Regions from separate parts of the Zea mays genome. Here region 2 is linked to region 1. A link is a contact called in public Hi-C data. All regions are on one chromosome and are shown on one strand. Each heading gives the region's core, a stretch centred on a gene start, on an enhancer-like site or on the middle of the called end of the contact. The rest is flanking DNA. Distances are from core to core; before and after follow the strand shown. Region 1 holds the start of LOC100286355 (TPD1). Region 2 holds the start of LOC100126887 (cytochrome P-450 8).

Region 1 (5,460 bases), core at 1,144-3,643:
TTATTCAAATATAATTACCGTTGATTTATAAACACTAAGTTATGTGTGGTTTGGTGCTTACCCCTAATGTTTGGAGCAAGGGGTTGTGGGTTCAAGTGCTTGCTTTGCTGCATTATTTTTTCTGTGGTTTGGTAGCACGGAGAGTAAAACCGTGGTAGCATGAGTTGTCTACATTAGGTTCTTAATAGTATAGATATAGATTTGCTCACTATAACAAGAAGGTGAAAATATTAGGATTTACTTGTATCCGAGTTTTATATGTATTATTTGAGGAGATATATAATAAATTTAAGGTTTAGCTTTTATTAATCTTTACAAGCTCAATGTTAAATTCAATGTTAAAAATAATAAGAAGAATTTTGCTACCATATATATCCGTTTTTATTCTATTCGTGAGTGATTGGCATGACCAAAATGATCGCCAAACTGATTACCACCAGTAAAATTTAATTTTTTTGAGCTAAGAGATTAAGCAGTCGGTCGACACATAAACAAGGATCCAGTCTCAAATCATGAACAGTGAATAATCACCGCCATATAACAAATAGAACTGTGTGGGTAATCTTGACAGGACGATGAAACTTTTGGCTCATCAGTCAAACATGGGTAGTACAGCTGTATGCTGGTGTGTACTACTTTAGCTATTGTCTATACACCTAGCGTGAAGCAGCTGCCGGCCGGTCAGGCTGCATCGAGCAGTTAGTACTAACTAGTCTTTCTCATATTTGGTACGTCGTCTGCATGTGTATGTCTGTCGGATAAACGCGTGCAGCGTCTTAGCTTGCGGCGAGGAAGCAAGATGCATCGTCCTGGCACTGGCACACATGCAAGTTGCTCGATCCCTGTGAGTGCTACGTACATGTTGTTACACTTTTATTTTTTTTATTATAGTGCTAATTAATCACAGCTACCCATCTGTCCTTGGTTTGACGGCTAATATAATATAACCATCGACGCATGCTAGTAGAGTACTAGATAGCACTACATGCAGGGTTTCCATGTGGTAGGGACGCTAGCCACAAAGGTTACCCATCTTTCTGCATGCGGAGTTGGGTTTCATATAACCTTTAAAAGCTGCAGCTAAGGCTACTCACAATGGGGATTTCATGTCTCTGTTTCCAAAAATGCCACATCAGATTTATGGATGAATGAAATACCCTCTCTCAATAGAGAGTTTCATCTCACTATTTCATATGTCAACATACTTCTTAAATGCTGCATATAAATAACCAATAGGATTTACTCAATTATATGAAGATCAAACAAAACACTCTCAATGGAGGTTTCACACAGTTTCCAAGATCTTGGAAACGAGTTAACATGGTTTCATCCCCATGAAACTCCATGAAACTCTTCCTTCTTAAATGATGTGACATGTCATCAAAATAGCTGATGTGGCAGGCTAATTAATACATGAAACACCCCATGAAACCTCCATTGTGAATAGCCTAATGGTGCGACTTTGTGGAAGATTGGTCGTTAGTTAGGCATATAGTACGTACTATACTAGAGTAGCTGGCATTGGGATGATGGGAACATTTAAGCAAAGTCTTGTGAGCTTCGTTCCAATGCTCCGGTTACCGATGCATGACTAGTTAATCTGCCGACAAGTACGTACGATGTCTACATGCATGGACGACAATGCATGCAGTGAACCCCCACGACACCACTCTGCGTGCCACCGGCCGTCTCAGCTCAGAACCGACCTACTACTAGCTTGGTAGAGTAGTCGTAATCTCTGCTAGGCCGGTTGCAGCAGTATTGAATGGTCATCAGCCTCGAGCTGAGCTGCTAGAATTAAACAACTTGCTGCTTTCTCGACTCTCATGCATGCATGCGCGCGCGCGTGTGACGACTGACGACGACGACTCTTGGACTGGAGCTTTTGTCGCGGATGCATGTTTGCTCTCGTTGAATCTTGATCGGTCCCCCGTGTATCGTGCACAACGCATGCATGCCGCAGCAGTACAGCTACATAGGTGTGTACTACTGATGATGAGATGCATGCATATATGGCCGGTGCAGATGGCAGTTCAGACGACATTGATAGCGCTACATATATATGTACTAAACCCTAGTCCCCTGGTATACTACTACAGTACAGGCCACTCCAGTTTCTCTGACGCAGACAATATTTGTATATTATTCACGTATTATTTACCAAACATTTTCTATTTTTCCCTTTTCTTATAAGAAAAATACCGGCCAGACGGCCAGTGCATGCTACAATGAAGCCAAAATCGGTCGGATGATGATAGATGAATCAATACCAACCATATGTACTCTAGTAGCACTATCTAGCTAGCTTCGCTAGGCCGGCCGTGCTGCACACAAACCAATTCAAAGTTGCAAACTGTTCATTAAATAAGTAAGCTGCCCCCTTTTATAAAGTAGTAGTAAACTATTATTAGCCTTTCTATTTATAGTGGCTGAGAGACGGGCGGACATTCTCGTACCACGTTCAAAACGGCAAGTCGATCGATCTGAAACCACAGATCGATCGACGACCAGCAGAAGACGACGTACGTGAAACCGCGAGACAGTGCGAGGACGACTGGGGTGTGGCGGTGCGATCCATCGACAAGGCCATGGGACAACGGCGCTTTGAGGACGAACGCGCAGCTCTGGCGACTGTGGCAAGCTTGCTGCTCATCCTAACGACAGCCCAAGGTATACGTATGTACGTGTGTTATTAATTCATGCACGCACATATGCAGCTTTGCATACATACATATAGTCGTGGCTAATTAACTGGGCTAATGTGAACCTTACCAGCTGCTGCTGCTGCTGCTTCTGGACGCCATCTGTCTTTGCCCACGCAGAAGGCGGCGGCGGCGCGCATGAACGACACCAGTAGTAGTGACATGCAGGTCATCACACCCGCGCCGCTCGCTATCTCGACGGCGGCTCGAATGGGGCCGGACGGGTGCTCCGGGGAGGACGTGGCGGTGTACCAGAGCAGCGCCAACCCTCTGCCCAGCGGCATCCCGGCCTACACCGTGCGCATCATCAACGTCTGCAGCGGGGGGTGCACCGTCTACGACGTCCACGTCTCCTGCGGCGACTTCGCGTCCACGGAGCTGGTCGACCCGGCCAAGTTCCAGCGCGTCGGCTTCAACGACTGCGTCGTCAAGGGCGGTGGCGCGCTCGAGCCCAGCGAGACCGTCTCCTTCCAGTACTCCAACTCCTTCTCGTACCACCTCAGCGTTGCGTCCGTCGCTTGCCGTTAGATAACTGCTGGTGAGCCAGTGCCGTTAAATAACTGAAGCCGTCGGCCCGTGATGATATATATATAACACCTGGAGTAGCTAGCTAGTTCCACGTACGTGTTGGTGTTGTGTTGAGTAGTCTACGTATGTGTACTTCGATCTGCATTGTGTTTGTGTGTGTCTAACTATTTCTACGGTCGTTGTTGTCGCTACACGTTTTTACGTCTAATACTATATTCTGGTGAATAAATTGAAGTTATTACTCGGTCAAGTTTAATCTGCCTGCCTGCATGGCAGCCAGCCAGGGCAGAGCACGTCCCATGCCGGTTCTACATGCTGATGATGAGCAGCTATCTCCTACGTATATCTTACAACTCTGAATTGAATTGCTTCATCGAGCCGACCTAAAAGTTGGCCTACTTAACTGGCCTTGATGGTTTCCATTTTTAGGCCCGGGTGGACCCAAAATAAAGCACGCGCTATAAGTTTTCTGTTCTGCATTAGTTGCCCACTCTCGGATTTAAGTATACATCTCGTATGTATAATATGATCAACTTTCACGTATACGACGACTCAGTGTATATAAACTAATATCATAATCTTTATTACCACTACACGACGGTTGAGTTTTAGCGACCCTTATTAGTACTAAGTGTTAGTCGCTAAAAGTTATAGACTGATAGTTGGTCGCTAAATACTTTTGTAGCCACGGTCTGTTGATCGCTAAAAGTCTAGAAATTTAACAACTTATGGTGGGTCGCTATAGAGGCTATTAGAGATTAATGGTGAGTCGCTATAGAGCAAGGTCGTTTTAGCGACCAACCGTAGATCGCTGAAGGCGCTTTTAGCAACCAATTGTAGGTCGCTGTAAGTGAACCATCGTGTACATAACAAAATGTCGAAGGTCCCCGAAACATTGTGCTAACAATTAAATATGTTCTTAGGATTATCAACAGATAGAGGACACAACCTTCGTCTCAACCAGAATGTAAAGAATGTGACGAAGCTAAGAAGCTTCAACAAATAGCTCTTATTTTCGGTGGCCTGGGTATGGCCGCCGAAAATAATAGCTTATTTTTGGCTTTTATTGCGTCCAGAAAACACCGAAAATAACCCTTATGCCACCGAAAATAGTTTATTTTTGGCGGTTCTTAACTGTCGAAAATGGCTTTCGTTACTATAGTGAATCTTGAGCCTTGGTGGACTGGCTGATTAACGGGATGAAAAGGAGAAGAGGCTTTGTCTCCAAAGCGGTGGCACATGAAGCAGAAGGGGGCGAGAAGATTCTAGAAGACTGATTGGCACAATGTTGAGAGAGGAAAAGTCCACCTTAATCTTGCGAGATTTGTAGCTCATATGTATAGAACTTATGGGTATGTTTATAAATTCATACAAAGCTGTATCTCGACACTATAAATAGGAGCACAATATGATACTTTAGGGGACTCAGGCTGTTTTCTGAGTACCTCTCCGTAAGGACCTGTTCGTTGAGAGACCACCCGGGATAACAGTACAACCACGAGGGTGGAATGGGACACCCTTAGCTGATTAATTAGAGGAACTTGAGGTGTAGTCGGCTTTGCCGTAGGGCCGTCAATGGGGTCCGGGCACAGTACTTGCTTTGCCAAGGCTAGTTGCCGATGTTCTTTCGATTTGATTTTGTTAGTCACCCTTCCTGCGGGGAGAAGTACTGTGTTTATCAAACTAGAGAAACCTAATGGGTGACTATGACCTCTGGGAAATCTTTGTAAAGGCTACGCAGTGAATCCCTGGCCATTCACCTCGGTAGTGAAGATTGGATCTGGACAACCCAGGCTAGGAAGGTATCTCACGACTCGTAGGTAAAGTGTGCAACCTCTACAGAGTGTTAGAAACTGGTATATCAGTCGTGCTCACGGTTAAGTGCAGCCTTGGGATCCTCTTTGATTAGAATAACTCTGGATACTTTTATGATGTTGATTAATGGTGATGATTATAACTATGGTTTCTAGTATTTCCTCTTGGAGGGAGTACTCTTGGGCAATAAATTGGGTTTATTACTAAAACTTGGCTTTCTACTAGTAATAAATACCTGACCAACTAAAAACAACTGTTTTAACCTTAACTCCACATACAACTAGTCCACTTTAGCAAAACGGAACATTTACTAAGTACGTTGATGTGTACTCACCCTTGCTTTAAAAACCCCCAAACCCTAGGTTGTCCCTATTGCAATCAATGCTCAGGAGGAGATGAAGGCAACATGTAGGAC
Region 2 (5,460 bases), core at 1,487-3,986, 180 kb after region 1:
TGAGGCTGTTCCTCCTTGGCGCACCGGACACTGTCCGGTGTACACCGGACAGTCCGGTGAATTATAGCGCGAGTGCCTCTGGAAATTCCCGAAGGTGGCGAGTTTGAGTTGGAGTCCTCTGGTGCACCGGACATGTCCGGTGGTGCACCGGACACTGTCCGGTGGCACACCGGACAGTCCGGTGTGCCAGACCAGAGGTGCCTTCGTTTGGCCCTTTGCTCTTTTGTTGAACCCAACTCTTGGTCTTTTTATTGGCTAAGTGTGAACCTTTAGCACCTGTATAACTTATACACTAGAACAAACTAGTTAGTCCAATTATTTGTGTTGGGCAATTCAACCACCAAAATTATTTGGGAACTAGGTGTAAGCCTAATTCCCTTTCAGCTTTCCCCCCTCCTCCTTGCGGAAAGGCGACGCAGGGGCGTATGTAAAAAAGCCGAGTCTGTCCCTGATCGCCCTCTCGCCCTGTGCGGAGGCTCGGGGGCTGCTCTCGCAAACCCGGCTCCGGCCGAACCGTTGACAGCGTCAACATACCAGCCCGAGAACTTGGGACCCGACCGTACACCCGGGCTACGGCCAGCTCGCATGAGGGAACAACCAGACCAGCCGAAGCATTACGCGAGGCATTAAGACCTCGAAGGAGTGAAACCACTCCTCCGAGGCCTCGGGGGCTACACCCGGCGGGTGCGCTCGCGCGCACCCACCGGAACAAAATGCAACCGAGAAAGGCTAGTCCCCTTGCAAAAAAGTACGACGAAAGCCTCCAAGCGAGTGCTAACACTCCCTTCGAGGCTCGGGGGCTACTGTCGGGGACCATAATTAGGGGTACCCTCAAGACTCCTAATTCTCAGCTGGTAACCCCCATCAGCATAAAGCTGCTAAGGCCTGATGGGTGCGACTAAGTCAGGGATCAGTCCATTCGAGCGACTCGATCACGCCTCGCCCGAGCCTAGCCTCGGACAAGGGCAGCCGACCCCGGAGGATTTCCGTCTCGCCCGAGGCCCCCCTCCAACGGCGAACATATTTCCGGCTCGCCCAAGGCCCTGCCTTCGCTAAGAAGCAACCCTGACTAAATCGCCGCACCGACCGACCAAGTCGCAGGAGCATTTAATGCAAAGGTGGCCTGACACCTTTATCCTGACGCGCGCGCCCCCCGGCAGAGCCGAAGTGACCGCCGTCACTTCGCCGCTCCACTGACCGGCCTAACAGAAGGACAGCGCCGCCTGCGCCACTCCGACTGCGGTGCCATTTGACAGAGTGAGGCTGACAGGCAGTCAGGCCCATCCGAAGGCACCATAGGAAGCTCCGCTTCGCCCGACCCAGGGCTCGGACTCGGGCTCAGCCCCGGAAGACGGCGAACTCCGCTCCGCCCGACCCAAGGCTCGGACTCGGGCTAAGTCCCAGAAGACGGCGAACTCCGCTCCGCCCGACCCAGGGCTCGGACTCGGGCTAAGTCCCGGAAGACGGCGAACTCCGCTCTGCTCGACCCAGGGCTCGGACTCGGGCTAAGTCCCGGAAGACGGCGAACTCCGCTCCGCCCGACCCAGGGCTCAGACTCGGGCTAAGTCCCGGAAGACGGCGAACTCTGCTCCGCCCGACCCAGGGCTCGGACTCGGGCTAAGTCCTAGAAGACGACGAACTCCGCTTCGCCCGACCCCAGGGCTCGGACTCCGCCCTGGCCTCAGCCGACGACCTCCGCCTCGCCCGACCCAGGGGCTCGGACTCGGCCTCGGCCACGGAAGACAGACTCGACCTCGGCTTCGGAGGAGCCTCCACATCGCCCAACCTAGGGCGCAGGCCAGCCACGTCAACAGGAGGCGCCATCATCACCCTACCCCGAGCTGACTCGGGCCGCAGGGAACCAGACCGGTGTCCCATCTGGCTAGCTCCGCCAGATAGGCAATGAAGGCGCCCCGCATGCTCTGTGACGACGGCGGCTCTCAGCCCCCTTACGGAAGCAAGAGGACGTCAGCAAGGACCCAACCGCTCCGACAGCTGTCCCTCCGCCAGGCTCCATCGCTCCTCCGACGGCCACGACATCGCACCAGCTGGGTGCCAAAATCTCTCCGGCTGCCACGACGGCATGTACTTAGGGCGCTAGCTCTCCCCCGCTAGACACGTAGCACTCTGCTACACCCCCCATTGTACACCTGGATCCTCTCCTTACACCTATAAAAGGAAGGACCAGGGCCCTCTCAGAGAAGGTTGGCCGCGCGGGGACGAGGACGAGACAGGCGCTCGCTTGGGGCCGCTCGCTCCCTCTCCCACGTGGACGCTTGTAACCCCCTACTGCAAGCGCACCCGACCTGGGCGCGGGACGAACACGAAGGCCGCGGGATTCCCACCTCTCTCACGCCGGTCTCCGGCCGCCTCGCTCTCCCCCCTTCGCGCTCGCCCTCGCGCTCGATCCATCTAGGCTGGGGCACGCGGCGACACTCACTCGTCGGCCCAAGAGACCCCCGGTCTCGAAACGCCGACAATATGATATATAGAAACTATAATGATACACATGCAATTAACTAGTGCTGATAATATATTTACACTGTAGATTTTTCCGATAAGTAGAAACCAAATATTTCACCGCCACAAAAGGCTTCATCCCATCAGTTACCCATGTAGCAAAACCAAAATACTTGTGTGCGAGAGGCCAAGAGCCCAAACCACCGCCAAGGAAACCCCCAGCCCACCAGGCGCCTTCCTCTATAAATACCCTAACTCCGGTGGCCGAAGTTCCTCACCCATTCACTCACTCATCTCAAGGCCTAGGTAGCACCGTAGCAGCTACTAGAAGCAGCTAGCCAGAACAACTCGTCCATGGCGATGGCCTCCGCGGCTTGCTCATGCACGGACGGCACGTGGTGGGTGTACGCGCTCCCGGCGCTGCTCGGCTCCGACACCCTGTGCGCCCACCCGGCCCTCCTGGCTGGCCTGATCTTTCTGGCCACCGTCTCGGTGGCTCTGCTGGCGTGGGCCACGTCGCCGGGCGGTCCGGCGTGGACGAACGGCCGCGGCCGCCTCGGCGTCACTCCTATCGTGGGACCCCGTGGTCTGCCCGTGTTCGGCAGCATCTTCGCGCTGTCCCGCGGGCTGCCGCACCGCGCCCTCGCCGAGATGGCCCGCGCCGCAGGGCCCCGGGCCAAGGAGCTCATGGCGTTCTCCGTCGGTGACACGCCCGCGGTCGTGTCGTCCTGCCCGGCCACGGCACGTGAGGTGCTCGCGCACCCGTCATTCGCCGACCGCCCTGTGAAGCGGTCGGCCCGGGAGCTCATGTTCGCGCGTGCCATCGGGTTCGCGCCCAACGGCGAGTACTGGCGCCGCCTCCGCCGCGTCGCGTCCACGCACCTATTCTCCCCGCGCCGGGTCGCCTCGCACGAGCCGGGACGCCAAGGTGACGCGGAGGCCATGCTCCGCTCCATCGCCGCCGAACAGTCGGCCTCTGGCGCCGTCGCCCTCCGCCCGCACCTCCAGGCCGCCGCTCTCAACAACATCATGGGCAGCGTCTTCGGCACGCGGTACGACGTCACATCAGGCGCCGGCGCCGCGGAGGCCGAGCATCTCAAGAGCATGGTGCGCGAGGGGTTCGAGCTCCTCGGCGCCTTCAACTGGTCCGACCACCTCCCCTGGCTCGCCCACCTGTACGACCCAAGCAACGTCACCCGCCGGTGCGCCGCGCTCGTGCCGCGCGTCCAGACCTTCGTCCGTGGCGTCATCGACGAGCACCGGCGCCGCCGCCAAAACTCCGCCGCCCTCAACGACAATGCTGACTTCGTCGACGTGCTCCTCTCCCTCGAGGGTGACGAGAAGCTCGGCGACGACGACATGGTCGCCATCCTCTGGGTAAAGTTCAAATCGATCGCTTTCCTAGCTTGTTTAACTGCGCATACTTCTCAGTTCTCAACTGCGCATACCTGTCGGTTCTACAGTTTTGTGTCGGGCTGTCGGTTGTTCCCGGAAGGGAAAAAAAAGAACAAAGCTCTGTCGCTGAAAAAAACATACTGTACATGCATATAATTTGTTTTTGCAGGAGATGGTCTTCCGCGGTACGGACACGACGGCGCTTCTGACCGAGTGGTGCATGGCGGAGCTGGTGCGCCACCCGGCGGTGCAGGCGAGGGTGCGCGCCGAGGTCGACGCGGCTGTCGGTGCCGGAGGTTGCCCCACCGACGCCGACGTGGCGCGCATGCCGTACCTGCAGGCGGTTGTGAAGGAGACGCTGCGCGCCCACCCGCCTGGCCCGCTGCTGAGCTGGGCTCGCCTCGCCACCGCCGACGTGCCACTCTGCAACGGCATGGTGGTCCCGGCTGGCACCACGGCGATGGTGAATATGTGGGCCATAACCCACGATGCCGCCGTGTGGGCCGACCCGGACGCGTTCGCGCCGGAGCGGTTCCTGCCCTCCGAGGGCGGCGCCGACGTGGACGTCCGCGGCGTCGACCTCCGCCTGGCCCCGTTCGGCGCCGGGCGTCGCGTCTGCCCCGGCAAGAACCTGGGCCTCACCACCGTGGGCCTCTGGGTTGCCCGCCTCGTGCACGCCTTCCAGTGGGCCCTGCCTGACGGCGCGGCGGCCGTTTGCCTCGACGAGGTCCTCAAGCTCTCCCTGGAGATGAAGACGCCGCTCGTCGCCGCAGCCATCCCCCGCACCGCCTGATCCGTCCTGCCGCCGACGCGTCACGTCACGCGTTGTTTGCATGGATGATGGTATCTTTGTCTGTCTGTGTGGTCTTCGCTAAAGTTTGCTTCTTCTCGATCGTCGGTTCGTTCGTGCCTCCACCTTAGCCTAGGGTTTGGTTTCTTGCAAGGTAGTGAGTGTGTCTTAGTCTCACCATCACCGGGGCTCCAATTTTGGAAAGCTGCGTGTTAGGAGTTAACCCCTAGACATGTTTGCGTCTTGATCGCCACCACCCATCAGTATCAGCGCAGAAACTACATATAGATCAGTGTTTGTCGACCAGTCATGGAAGTCGTGTGCTCTCAAGTCTGATGTATTATATACATATATATGTATTGTAATGTGATTATCAAGAACCGTGCTATTTACATATTGCTGTTTAATTGAACTAATTAACTAAATGTCCCTTATATATATGTCCAGATCGGCCACTAATTAACTAGTTATTTTACAAATATTTACAAGTCGGTCGTCTTAAGAAATCAACGCACTTCAACAGTATTGAGCCGTCTGGTGTCAAATGAGACTTGCGTTCACTAAAGAACTTAATCAGGTTCTTTTTGAAGCACGTATTTCGATTGCCTGCTGCTGGCTGTAATATATCAATTCAAGCACTTAAACAGGTTCTTTTTCAGTGCAACAAGGGATGTAGAGGTGCCATGGTTTGGGTAAGCACTCATTTCTGTGGTTTATAGTTCGTGAGTAGTTCCTTATGTGTTTGCCTGCCCCTGGTTGTAATATATGATAATGCAGAACAATCTCTTGCAATACTATAGGGCCCTCCATTCTAA

The links. A called contact is a pair of places that touch in the nucleus more often than the background predicts.
Region 2: a Hi-C map of bundle sheath shows a contact between it and region 1, with 3 times the contacts expected there. The contact joins the promoter of LOC100126887 here to the promoter of LOC100286355 in region 1. A contact is called at or near these places in 8 of 25 Hi-C or Micro-C datasets (bundle sheath, ear, endosperm and 2 more).

Annotation. Positions count from the first base shown.
Region 1 is chr1:249,174,061-249,179,520 of Zm-B73-REFERENCE-NAM-5.0, forward strand. It overlaps LOC100286355 (TPD1), which reads left to right and starts at 2,394. Exons shown (of 2, transcript NM_001159242.2): 1 at 2,394-2,670; 2 at 2,776-3,296. The coding sequence starts at 2,589. The coding sequence ends at 3,230.
Region 2 is chr1:249,353,890-249,359,349 of Zm-B73-REFERENCE-NAM-5.0, forward strand. It overlaps LOC100126887 (cytochrome P-450 8), which reads left to right and starts at 2,737. Exons shown (of 2, transcript NM_001112599.2): 1 at 2,737-3,837; 2 at 4,025-5,020. The coding sequence starts at 2,815. The coding sequence ends at 4,648.